2 separate regions of the Mus musculus genome follow, and region 2 is linked to region 1. The links are chromatin contacts, called in public promoter capture Hi-C maps. All regions are on one chromosome and are shown on one strand. The core of a region is the stretch at or near the end of the contact, and the rest is flanking DNA. Distances in the headings are between cores, read along the strand shown. Region 1 overlaps Lingo2 (leucine rich repeat and Ig domain containing 2). Region 2 holds the start of Lingo2 (leucine rich repeat and Ig domain containing 2).

Region 1 (6,347 bases), core at 1,208-3,707:
TAACTACTCCTTTGATTTAGAACTAAACTGCGAGAACTGTCGAGTCTTCAGAAAGGAATAGTTAATAATTTGAATACATAGACCTGGAGGAGGAAGGTGGCTCTTTTGGAAAAGTACATGCTCTATAAACACTGGACCCTTGGCTCAATGTCCAGACCCCATGTAAAATTGTACATATGGTGGCATACACTTATAATTCTAGTGCTGTGGAGGCTAAAAGATCCTGACCAGCCAATTTAGTCTACAATACAAGATCCAGGCCAAGCAGAGATACTTTCTCAAAGAAGGTAGATAGTATTTATAAGGAAGATACCAGAAAGTGTTATTCCTCTTCATCAGGCATAGGTAAAGAGAAATCTACACATGCATGCATATGTACAAAGGGAATAATGTGCATGAACATCTATTAATCTTTTCCTCATCTAAATTTAAAGGAGTGGGGCTCGATTTATGTTATTTATTTATTAGGTTCTGCACAATTACTGGAACATTACCCTTAATCTAAATCTCTGATTGCCAGATGTGCTCCCCCAAAACTTGCTGTTTGAAACTTTCTGGTTTACTTCTGCATTAGCAGTCTGGTTTCCTGGGGCAGCATATCACTCTGGCACAAGCCACTGGTCCATGATGTCTCCTGGAAGACCTTCTCTTCTCCCATGATCCCTCCTCTCTCTCTGTCTCTCTGCCTCTCTCTGTCTGTCTCTGTCTGTCTGTCTGTCTGTCTGTCTGTCTCTGTATCTCTCTTTCTCTCTTCTCCTCATCCTCCTGGTAGTGCCTGTCATAGCTCAGAGAAAAGGAATGATAAATAAACAGAGGAATGACTTCTCAAGCTGGTATTTTCTGGTTGAGGAAGGGCTCAGAGTAAAGGGAGAACAGAACGCGGCTGTGAATTCTGACACAGAATTTTGTAAATGATCTGCCTAAAAGACTGACCACTACGGGATCATTAGAAAACCAAGAATAGGGAAGCTCTGGGTCTGATGGGAGTGGGGCTTAGGAGGACAATGACAAAAAGTGGAATGGAATGGATCTCAGAAGACTGCCTTATTCATCTACAATGAATTCATGTTTATGAAAGAATAAAACACTGAGATAGTCCAGATTTACAAAGAAACAGATATCAGGTTGAAGCTAAGTTAAGGACCATTAGACAAACAATCAAACCCTACAATCTGGGTCTAGCACTCATTCAGAAAGCAGAATGGAGGCACTGATAAGTCTCTGAGAGAGGAAGGATACAGAAGAAATGAGAGCAAGACAAACATAAACTTATATTTTCTTCTCAAAATAAACCTGAAATATTTATAACTAATAATTGAAGGTCAGTAAGTAAAGAAGGAGTTAGAGCAACATGGAACAAATTGGAGGTAGGTAGTAGAATTGATGTAAAAAGTCACATAGGAGCCGGGCAGTGATGGTGCATGCCTTTAATCCCAGCACATGGGAGGCAGAGGCAGGTGGATTTCTGAGTTCGAGGTCAGCCTGGTCTACAGAGTGAGTTCCAGGACAGCCAGGGCTACACAGAGAAACCCTGTCAAAAATCAAAACAAAACAAAACAAACAAACAAACAAACAAAACCAACAACAACAAAAAAAACACATAAGAAATTGATTAAAAAATAATAGAATACATGTTAAAAAAGAATTTCAAAGTAAATGAATATACTTTATAAGAAAAATAGCCAACAACATGCACTATGTGAAATATAGGTTTTTTGTTTTTCCAAACAAAAATACATCTAACAAAACAACAAGAGATGGCAAAATGAGTGTTCTAGTGCAGGAAAATGAAAATTTCATTTAATACAAACCTGAAAAGGTTGATTAAACAATGATAAAAACAGAGTGGACATGTAGGTACATAGGAAGGCAAATAAGAAATATTTAAAACAGAAATCGTTAGCAGAAGAAAAAAAGGTCAGCCTTTCTCTAGAGTGACAGCGTGGACTTACTGCAGTTGTACGTCACTCTGCTGTTGCATTAGATGACAAAATATAAATAAATGCATGCACAGGACCTAGGAAAAGATAACAAACACATACAATTACATTCCTAGCTAAATATGTTCATGAGAATAGGGAACGATAGATTAAAAGGAGGAACGAGTTGTGTTGCACAGCGCAGGAGTCCTCCAGAAGAAGTAAAGACTCAAAGAACCAGTTACCGTTGCTGTTACATCCGCAGTTGCACAAAGAAAAATAAACGATGCAGAAGCAGCTAAATTATGAGCAAACGCTCAGAAGATGAGAGTTATTTGAACACAATTTTTTTTCAGCTTTGAACTACTCATCAAAAGACTCCTCTTGTGCAAAGGAGATCTTCCATGAGAGAGTTTTATCTCCTGTTTTCAGGCAGGGAAAAAGATTGGGATGTCTTTCTTGCATCTGCTGTTTCTCATGTGCGTTTTAACCCCCAGTAGTCCACGTGTCAAAGGGTCCTATTTCAGGGCGTTGTATTCTACCACTCTGCATGGCTCCTTATTCAAAGTGACGAATCCACATGACTGACAGCAGGAAGAAAGGGAAATCAGCCTGTGGCGTAGAAATCCTGTATTTTCTTCTTGATGTGGCAATCGGAGAGCCAGAATTAATGCACTTCAACTTTCAATTTCATTCATCTCACTTTTATCCTGGAGTGACAGTGCAGGGACACTTGGGAGACCCTTCGGAAGTCTGCATGTCCCCGAGGGCCCCCTGCTGGTTAGGAGATGAGGTTAACTGTAGCATACATCATACTTTGGCAGCCTATTGGTCACGCCAGTGACTGGCTGCCAAGGCTAATGCAGAACGACACACAAATAAGATCCCAGGATCCAATTGGCCTTGCTTTTCTCATTTCCAGAGTACTGTGTTCTCGCGAATTTGAAAGTTCTTCAATTTATAAATTCTACTCCCGAAGCAGAGTGAATCAAAGCACTTGTGGCATTTGAGTCTCTCTTCCTGGGGAATGATTTATTGTGTTTGAGGTTTCATTGTGCTTCTATGGGAGGAAATAGGCTGCTGCGTAAACATTTCCTCGCTGTGAAAATGTGCTCTGAGCAGCCCGGAGCATGTGCCAAGAAGTTCTAACGTTGCTTGAAAATTATGACTGCTCCATTAAGGATCCCTGAATTTTTCAATATTCAATGTAACCATGTGATTAATTTGTACCTCCTCAATTCTAGATGACTGCTTTCCAAATGCTCTCTAATCTCAGCACATTTAAAAAATAATTAAAATGCAATTTACCGGTTTTTAAGAGTGTTTGCAATGGATGTTCATAAATGTTTCAGGTAAGGCTTTTTTCTGAGTTTTTTTTTTTTTTTCCTTCAAATAGTGTCTCCCCTCCAATCCCTTTAATTCAACATTTAACAGGTACAGCGATTTCTCATAAATAAACATGTGAACTGATTGAAAGGAGTGATTAAATGGCATTCAAAAGCTAGCGTCCTATCCTCCTTTCCTAGAAAGTCTCTCAAACAGTTTCAATTAAAAAGAAATGAACACCTCAGAAAAAAAGAGGGCATCTGAATCAGTTACAGTAAAGGTCAAGGTCCCTGGGAAGGCGGTCCGCTGTGGTTAGGGTGGGCAAGAAGAAGAAATGGAGGATTGAGTTTCAGGCCTCAGATTCGTTTGTCTCTGGAAAAGGCCTTTCCATCTGGTTAAGTGAAGATGAATGGATGAAGAATCACAGCGTTCTTACTTAATCAGCTTAATCACCTTGAAAAATTGAGGTAGTTATTCTGCCTACCAGGCATGAAAGGGCCTAAGTGATATTTGCCAAGTTGTTTCCACACCTTGATTATCAAGTTGTATGTGTTGCCACGGTGCTGGCGTCGCTTCAAATTTACTTCCTCTCGGCATCCCGGCTAATGTTTGGGAAAGCAAAATAAAATAAGTAGAGATAGGTTTTGTCTTTTTAAAATATTTTCGAATGCCCCCTCCCCCAAAGTCTGACAGAGAAAGAACACGGGTGTTTGCTACCCAATCTGGGCTCTAATTTAAATGAGGAGCTATTTAGCATTAGGTAATGCTGCTTAGGATAGAATGTTTTCAGTACAGTAGCGGGAGCAGCCATGTCAGCCACATAGCAACCACAGAGGCTGCTGATGAGAGTCAGGTACTCTCCCCTCTGTGCTGCTACCACATTGTATTCCTGTAATGCGTACATTGTTTCTATGGATTAAACACAATTGTAGCACTATTTTGGCCTTAGAAAAGAAGTGTTCAGAATTTAGCTTTTCCAGAGTTGAAAGATTCGGAGCTCTGGAAGACTCAAAGGTGGGACTATCTTTGCCAAAGAATAGAATCATCACGTGTTCCTTCTCTCTCGTTTCTAAAACCATCTGCTGCAGCTTGACTGCATCTCCTACTCTCTTCCTGGTGAAGATAGTAAAGTATCCCTAAGGTCATTTGGACACAATCCTAACAATCCCCAAAGCTTCCACACTGGTGGGGGGGTGGGGGGTGGGGATTCAAGCAAATAGACTCTTCACAATACAGGTTTTCCTCACTGTTTTGAAGTTCCCTTCTTATCAGACTCTATTTTTTCCTTTACTAAAGGGAATATAGGAACATATTTGAAAATGTTTATCTTGAAGATGAGAAGAAAGTTGGGCTGGCAAGACAGTGCAATGGGTAAAGACACTTGCCACCACCCTAGCTACCTGAATTTGATACCTAGTCATACCATTGGTGATAGGAGAAACCAACTTCTACAAATCATCCTCTGCATGTATGCTATAGCATGTTCACACACACACACATACACACACAAACACACACACACACACATACACACACACACACATACACACACACACACAAATATGATCATATAATAATTATAAAATTTTAAAAGAAAAATTATTTATTGCAAAATGTGGCTATAATTTATATTTTTATGTTTTCAAAAATAACCTGAGAGATTTTTAGATCAATTTAGAATGAAAAGTGAAGTGGTTTCAATACAGACATAGGAAATACAGTAGAAAAAAAAAAGCCAGGCGTGGTGGCACATGCCTTTAATCCCAGCACATGGGAGGCAGAGGCAGGTGGATTTCTGAGTTCCAAGCCAGCCTGGTCTACAAAGTGAGTTCCAGGATAGCCAGGGCTATACAGAGAAACCCTGTCTTGACCCCCCCAATCCACTGCCAAAAAGGAAATAGAGTAGATTTTAGACACTGTGATAACAAATGAATATTCATCTTTTAGACTGATGTCATGTTGTATGCCTTTAATTCAGCACTTAGGAGGTAGAGACAGGCAGCTCTCTATACAAGGCCTACATAAAGAAATATTAGGCCAATTAAGTGTACAGAGTGATGCTCTATTTCAAGTAAATAAGTATTGAAATAATATATTTATTTGCATCTATAATTTCAAACTGTAACCATTTAACCTGCAGTTATCCTATAGTAGTTATTCCAAAAATACAAATTGTGTTGACTCACAGATGAATGAATAGACATATGGAGGAATAGATGGGTGAAAAAACTAGAATTTCCTGTTTCTGCAAATTTTTATATGATTGTATTACAACAAACGAAGTTTACATGTGAAGATAAAAATGTCTATATGTGAGTATGTGTGTGTTTGCGTGTTTTTGTAAGTTTGTGTGTGTATTTGTATGTATATGTATGTATGTGTTTATGTGTGCATATGTGTGTTTTTGTGTAGTGTGTGTTAGGTATCTGTGTATATATGTCTGTGTGTGTGTGTTTCTGGACTTCTTTCAGTAAATTAAGAACAAGTGTCTAATTTACTACAGAGGTATTTAAGTCTTTTACATTTCAAGCCAGAATTACTAATTGGATACTTTAAAATATAGGGTTGCAAGTTGCATACAATTATCTATTATTTTGCAGGCTAAGCAACTGGTACTACATAAATACCATTTGTTGTAACTGAATTATCTTACTTTTTGTTAAAATATTAACACAACCAAAATCTGGACTTCATATGTGTGTGTATCAGGTCTACCATAACAAATGCCACAGATCTAATGACCTAGACTGTAGACTGTATTTCTCCACCCTTGAAGGCTAGAAATCTAAGATCAAGGGATGGTGAAGATTTGTTTCTGTTAAGTCTCCTCTTTCTGCCTCATTAAAGGCTCATTTCCATTTTACAGAAAGGGATAGCAATAGTATAGGGTTAAGGCTATGCCTGTGTGCCCACCTTATTTAGCCATTTGTTAATCCTTTTGGGGCTCTATCTATAAATACATCATTTTAGCAGATCCACAGAACATATTCCATGAGTAGTACTTGAACACCTTATCACCTTCATTAGTGAAAATTGTTCTAAATACTGACATGTGGGATATGTAGACAGGAAAATATATCAGACAGGGAAGACCATTCTTCC
Region 2 (6,347 bases), core at 2,456-4,955, 660 kb before region 1:
TTATTTACATACTGAAAATGCAAAATAGAATTCCATTCTACATTTTTACACATGGATAACAAGATGAAAATAAACAATGAAAAGTTACGAATAACGATAAAGACATTGTAACCTGAGCCCTAATCTCTTCAGTTGACACCTTAGCATTTCATATTCTGAGGGGAATAATGGCAAGAAATGATGGTCATGTTTTAAACTGGAATAGGAAAAAGTTAACTCTTTCAGTATTTCTTTTTTTTCTTTTTTTTCCATTTTTAATTAGGTATTTAGCTCATTTACATTTCCAATGCTATACCAAAAGTCCCCCATACCCACCCACCCCTCTTTCAGTATTCCTATAAGACAAGTAGGAACCAAGAAAATTGCATAAAATGAAACTTATTGTAAATTATCATACCATTTAATTCTGCATTCATCTTTTGCCTGTAGCACCATAGTCTAAATTTAAATATAATAAAATGGTCCCCTTTAACTCTGAATAACCACAAATGTTTGTTCCTGAATGATAGAAATGAGCAAGACAGTTAAAAGTAAAGACTTCATAATAGAGTGGGCATAGGTTCCATGCGTACTTATTTATGACAAAATAGTTTCATTACCTCTGACAAATTTGCATAAGCATCAGTTTTCCTGTCATCTGAGAACACAGAGCATCACTAAATTGATGTACACAAATCACATGGCAAAACAGTTACTTGTCACTCCATTATCTCCAGGTTTGTTCTCCATGGAATTCTTTACTAGGTGTCAAGGAAACCAAATCATAACACACAGTCCACCATCCTTGCTCTCCTTGTACACCATGGTGTAGGAAATATTAATAAAGGAACATTTTTAATATGTAACAAAGCCATATCTTAATTGGATAGCTGTTTTGCTCCTGGGGAGTTAAACACTAGAGTAATCTTGAAGAATGAAAATTCCAAGTCAGGCTACATTGAAACAGACACACCATCTATGCAGAACACTATTTCCCCTTTTCAAAGAATGTGAAGAAACACACACACACCGGAAGGATGCTGTTGCTATAATCTGGCATTGGAGTCTATAGGATCTGATGGTGCTTTCAAGTTTCAACCCTTTTCCTCAATTCTGCAGAAAGATATTTAGATATTTAAAATAGTATAGAAGAAATGGTATAACTCTTCTAAACCAGAAATTGGCTTTGTTTGTTCTCCCATTAAAGTGAAATGTGAAAGTTGATGGGGAAGAGAAAAGGTGTGGCTTTTATTTCCTTTCATTTTGCATAAAGAATAACAGGTGTGCTTAGTTTTTCAACAACCCAGCATATTGCAGAACTTTTATTTTCACGGGAGGGGTGAATGAATGACTGTTTATTGCAGGTAGGCAGTAAAGATGCAAGTTTTTCAAGTGGCTGCAGGTGCTTAACTGCCTGTCAAGAATACTCTACTCTGTGATTATCGATGCTCCTCACACATCCTGTAATCCCAAACTCAAGTAAAAATACTCCTCTCCTTGGAGTCTTGGGCGGGCACTATGTGGCACCCTTGGAACAATCCACTTAGCATGCATGAAAATGACCTACTTTACTTTTTAAAAGAGGCATTAGTAACAGCTTTCATGTCAACAGTAGCCAGGAAGATCTCCTCAGTCCAGAACCTTTCTGAAGAGCTGTATGCTCAACAAAGGAATCATTTGATCTTTGCAATGCACGTCCAGTTTTGTTAATTGAAAGAGCTATACAATGAAAGGATTGCCTTACGTAAAACTGTTCATTATAACCCGTAGCCCCAATTCAGTAACCACAACAGTCACTTATTAAAGAAAGAAAACAATTACAGTTCAGAAAAGTCCCAAACCTATGACCAGAACACAATTCATAGATAACACCAAGTTCAAAACCAGCTTAACATTCCCCACTTAAAACACTGTTGGAAATGCAGGTGCCCAAAACACACCCTAGCATATCAAACCGAAATCAGTTGTATTCTTATTTTCAACTGCTTAGCATTGCTCCAGATTTCTCTCTTTCTTCACCTAGACTCCCTCCTTGGGTGGGTTAGCTTCTAGCTCTTCCCTTCACTGCACAAGGAAAGTCAACACTGAACTCAAACATGCAGACTCTGTTGGTGCTGTTCCTTTAGCAGCAGAGCAAATAGCTTGTGGTTCATTCCTTCCAAGGGGCAGTTTCCGCATCATCCCCAAACTCAGGAAGAATGTAAGGAAGTGATTCTGCCTGGTTGTCTCACACAGGATTCAACACGCTGACTCACTCAAGAAACTCAGACTGCACTCATGCTTTCAGAATGACACTCGACCGGACCCTGCATACTGCATGGTTGTTACTTCATCCTTACCTTAACATGCTTGGCTACTCAGGCAATGAATAGCGTGGTCGCAGCTCCTAACAACACAAGTTTCTTCTTTTGCTCAAAATCCTCCTCCCTTCCACTATTGCAACCTACAGTTTCTCCTCCAAGTGCTCACATACTGTATTTTCTTATTCTCAGCCAGCCAGCTTCTAACTCAACTGGGAAAGGACCACTCAAAATACCCTGGATCTTGAGAGAATAAGCTCTTGTAGAAACAGCGGGGGAGTGGCGCACGTCCCTCCTGCAAAGGGTCCTAGCGCCATCTCTATGCAGTATCACTTTTCGTTTTCTGTCTCTATCCACAGAGATTTCGGAAAGACATTGAAAGAGAAACCTGCAGCCTCCCAGCCTTTCCAGTACTTGGGAAACAGAATAATTGCAGCAAAGCTTTGGTGAACTCGAGCGCGGCATATAAAGAAAAATCAGGGTTCCAAATAAAGGAACAAAATAAAACAATCAAGAAACCATCGTAGCAAAAGTTTCCGTTTTTTTCCGGAATGATTTCCTGCTCTCCAGTCCAAGCAAGACAAACTTCCAGAGGGTGGATTCTTTGCAGGGACTTCTGGCGGATCTCTGATTTCTTCACATTGTGGTTTAGCGGGCCCATTTGTGCAGTAACCAGGCATCCCTGCCTTAAGTACTGAGTAAGTGCAGTAGGAGCTACCAGGAGACATATTCCACAACCTCTTGCCAAAATTTTGGAAAGGGAAACTAAATGGGCTGAATCTCCATGCTGCCCCATCCCCACACCTTTCTCCCGCTGAGTCTTTCGCTTGCTACCATCCAGTTTTTAATAAAAGCAGAAAACCTGAAATGAGTCCTGATCCAAAAGCTGCCTAACACAAGTCCCTGAGCAGTTCTTTGCAAGAGCATGTAAGTGAACTTCAGGAGCTCTTTGAGACAAAGTTACACCGGGAATGAGCACAAGGGGATGTCGCAAGATTCTGTTCAAGAAATGATGCCCAGGCTCTTCGGTTTAAAGGATGTCAAGGAGCCCCTTTCTCCTTAGGAAGGTGTAGCAGACACTCCACCGAAGAAGGGCTCTGGTGCCCCGGAAGGGTGGTGATGGGAAAGTGTCTGAAGTCCTGCTCTCTCCACGTTCAGGGTACCTGGAGAAGAGCTGACCACAGGAAACAGCCAGAAGTGGAGACTCGAGACAGGGCGGGGAGATGGGAGGTGACAAATCGGACTAAAGTACTCCTTTAACTGTAGAGGAGGGACGATGTCGCCAGCCTACCCATTCTGGGAACCCCCGGTGAAGGCTTTCTTCTGGCTCTCGCCTGTGGCCTGGGGCCGCGATCGCGAGGCTGGGCGTGCGTGTTGGTGCGCGCGCGCGGGAGTGTGCGTGTGAGCGGTGCGTGTAAGCCGGGCGTGTGTGCGCGCAGTCCGCGCGCTGAGTGTGGCCGCCGGGACCCAGCAGCCCGCCGCCCGCCCGGTGTCTCTCCTTCCCAGCTCCTCAGCCACCTCACAGGGCCTTCCACCACCCATCCCTTGGCTTTCCGGCCTCCGCTCAAAGTTTCCTTGGCGCAGACGCTTGGGCGCAAGGGCTGTAGCCAAGACGCCTTGGTGGTGGAGCGCGATCCTCGGCGTGGCTCTGCTGCCAGCACCTGCTCTGCACCGAACCTGCCTGAGCGCAGGTTTTCTTCCCACTTGGCGGGAGCAGGGGGAGGGGTGCGGTGGCGAGAATCAGAGAGGAGCCCCGGCTCCTGACGGCGTACCCAGCTTGGCTATCCGACGCATCTGTGGGGTCACGGAAGAAAACTGGATCCGCAGCCAAGTTGCCTGAGCAGGGACAGGGAAGGTTTCCACGGCCATCCAAGGTTGTCCCTGTATCAGTCGCCACAGGCGTGAGGGTTTGGAGACACCTAGACTGTCAGGGCTTTAGAACCGACATTCCCTTCCTGACCCCTTTGAAAGGAAAAGCTGACAGAGCTGAGGCAGGAGGACGCCTAAAGAAGCCCGGAGACTCCTGTGAGCTTCATCCTCCTTGGCTTTGGATTTTAAGGACACGAAGGGGCATGAACAACATGTCAAGGTAAGAGACCGCAACCCAGCCGCTTGAATCTCCTGAGAGAATAACTTAAAATAGATGCTGGGATGCGGCGGGGGTAAGGTAAGTTACATGGAACCCCCTGGGCTGTTGTCACGCAGCTGCACAACCCGTGTGAATGGCTCCCGGCTGGTAAGTGGAAGACCAGCCAGACCAGCCGGTGCAGATGGTTGAGAACCGGTCGGCAAAAGGGAGTGTCCTTTCTGCACACTTCTGGATACCTACTGGGAACTGCATCTGGAACTGGATCTTCTGTCCAGGCTGATTTACATCTGGGCTTGGCTCTTGTTTTGTTTTGATTTTCTGTTCTGGTAAGGTGTTTCTCTAGCTCCTCACACCTATCCCATCCTTGCGATAGGGAGCAGTGGGCCCGGGTCTTGTCAAGAATTGAGTGGCAGGTGAGGATGGAGCAGGCTGGCGGGATGCAGAGCTCGGGAAGTGCACAGGGCGGCCGGGTCTGCCCTTGCAGCAGCCGGCGTCGGAGCACAAGCTCCGCGGGTAAACTGCGGTTCGCTTGGCCTCCGCTAGAGGCTCCCAGCGGGCGCGGCGGAGCCGGTGGGTGTGGGGGCGCCGGGCGGTGGAGTGGTTGCTCGACGAGCGAGCCTGGTGGCTGAGGCGGCGCGGCATAGGGGGTCCAACCCAGCCTGGGCGGGAGACGTGAGCCCGAGTCCCGGCGCACCACCCAGCTGGGCGCCCCGTCTTCGGGAGGCGAGTCGGAACCCAGGCTGTGCTCTGGAAAGCGGTGCGGGGAGCCAGAGCCACTTCGGGGATGCAACCATAGTCAGCGCCCTGAGGGCATCCCCAGGAGGTAAAGCCTCTCTCTCCCCTTCCAACCCAACCCAAGGTCTTCTCAGGTCTCAAAGGGCAACAAGGGAAGGGTGGGAGGTAATCTGTGAGGTCCCTTTCTAAGGAGCCTTTCCGTTTTCTCTGTGGCTTTCTGGGGATCATATGAACTAATCCTTGGTTTTGCCTGCTACTCTGGACACTTGCTTCCTTTAAAGGCAAGTTTTGTGTCTATTTTAAAAAAATGTTTCCTACTTAATATAATTTTGTTGCCAGAGAGTGCCCAGTGGCTGGCCATCACTAATTGCTTGGAGCTCAGCAAGGCGACCTGCTAGGTCCCCTCTGAGCTGAGATGGACCAGAGTGCAAAATCCCAGGGTTGGGGTGTGGTGAAGAAAAGGGAGTACCACACCCTCTGCTCTCCCTCCCCTTTCCTTGTCACCTGCTTGGGAAGTCGCCCATTCAGCCTTTGACTGAGCTCCTAGCCCAAGGGACCTTCTCTGAGAACAGAGGAAAGCTGTTGTAAGACTTAGAGAGTAGGGTAAAGGATGAGTAGGGATTCATGCCCAGAACATGGAGGGGTGGAAGAATGGTGAAGTTAAGGCAGTGGAGAAGGTGGGGGCAGGTTGTTGGGAAAGGGCCTTGAGTTCAGATTATTTGTGGAAGCAAGATTCTTCACATTTCACAGTGCCTTTGACATTTTCTAGTATTTTCAAAACCACAGATCTCTCTGATAAGTACTCACTTAGCCGTGGTGGACAATGGGTATATTTAACTGTAGTGTATAAGCCACAAAAAAACGTAAATATATATTTAAGATGTTGTGCATACTTGGTGAGAATATCCTATCCCTGTCAGAGAGCTGAAAATACATTTTCCAGGGTGCCTTGTGAAGTTTGTGCTTATCACGTGTGGTCATTTTCGACTCTAATGAAATTTTAGAGTGTACTAAGGGTGGTCTTTACAGCTCTTGAGATATTAACCCTCTTATGAAATAGTACTCAAAGGATAGGGGGAAAGATGGATCATTGTATTCTAGGAATAACGAATACAAGCCAAGACCCAGATAAAGATACTGGGCCACAAGATAAAAGTGAAAAAAAAATCAGAACTAAGAAGCAACGGTTAACATTTAAAATAGAGCTCTTTCTCAGGGTGCTCTCAACATCTTTATTAGTGTAT

What was found. Promoter capture Hi-C pulls out the DNA fragments that hold promoters and counts their contacts.
Region 2: a contact with region 1 is called in a promoter capture Hi-C map of hippocampal neurons, with 6 times the contacts expected there. The contact joins the promoter of Lingo2 here to the enhancer-like site in region 1. A contact is called at or near these places in 1 of 39 promoter capture datasets (hippocampal neurons), 4 of 484 Hi-C or Micro-C datasets (cerebral cortex, forebrain, palatal mesenchyme and 1 more) and 2 of 115 datasets of contacts at active chromatin or transcription factors (embryonic forebrain and embryonic hindbrain).

The regions. Positions count from the first base shown.
Region 1 is chr4:36,285,666-36,292,012 of GRCm38.p6, reverse strand. All of the region lies in intron 3 of Lingo2 (leucine rich repeat and Ig domain containing 2), which reads left to right. Among named protein-coding and RNA genes, the nearest start is that of Mir876, 360 kb to the left of the region's middle. Within about 2 kb of position 2,457, at least 30 of the 459 cell types and tissues checked have an H3K27ac peak or open chromatin away from gene starts, as enhancers often do. A contact at or near this core is called in cerebral cortex, forebrain and hippocampal neurons, where this site is marked.
Region 2 is chr4:36,949,102-36,955,448 of GRCm38.p6, reverse strand. Lingo2 (leucine rich repeat and Ig domain containing 2) reads left to right here and starts at 3,705. Exons shown (of 8, transcript NM_001165999.1): 1 at 3,705-4,368. Gm12371 (predicted gene 12371) reads right to left here and starts at 2,483. Exons shown (of 2, transcript NR_151511.1): 1 at 2,319-2,483.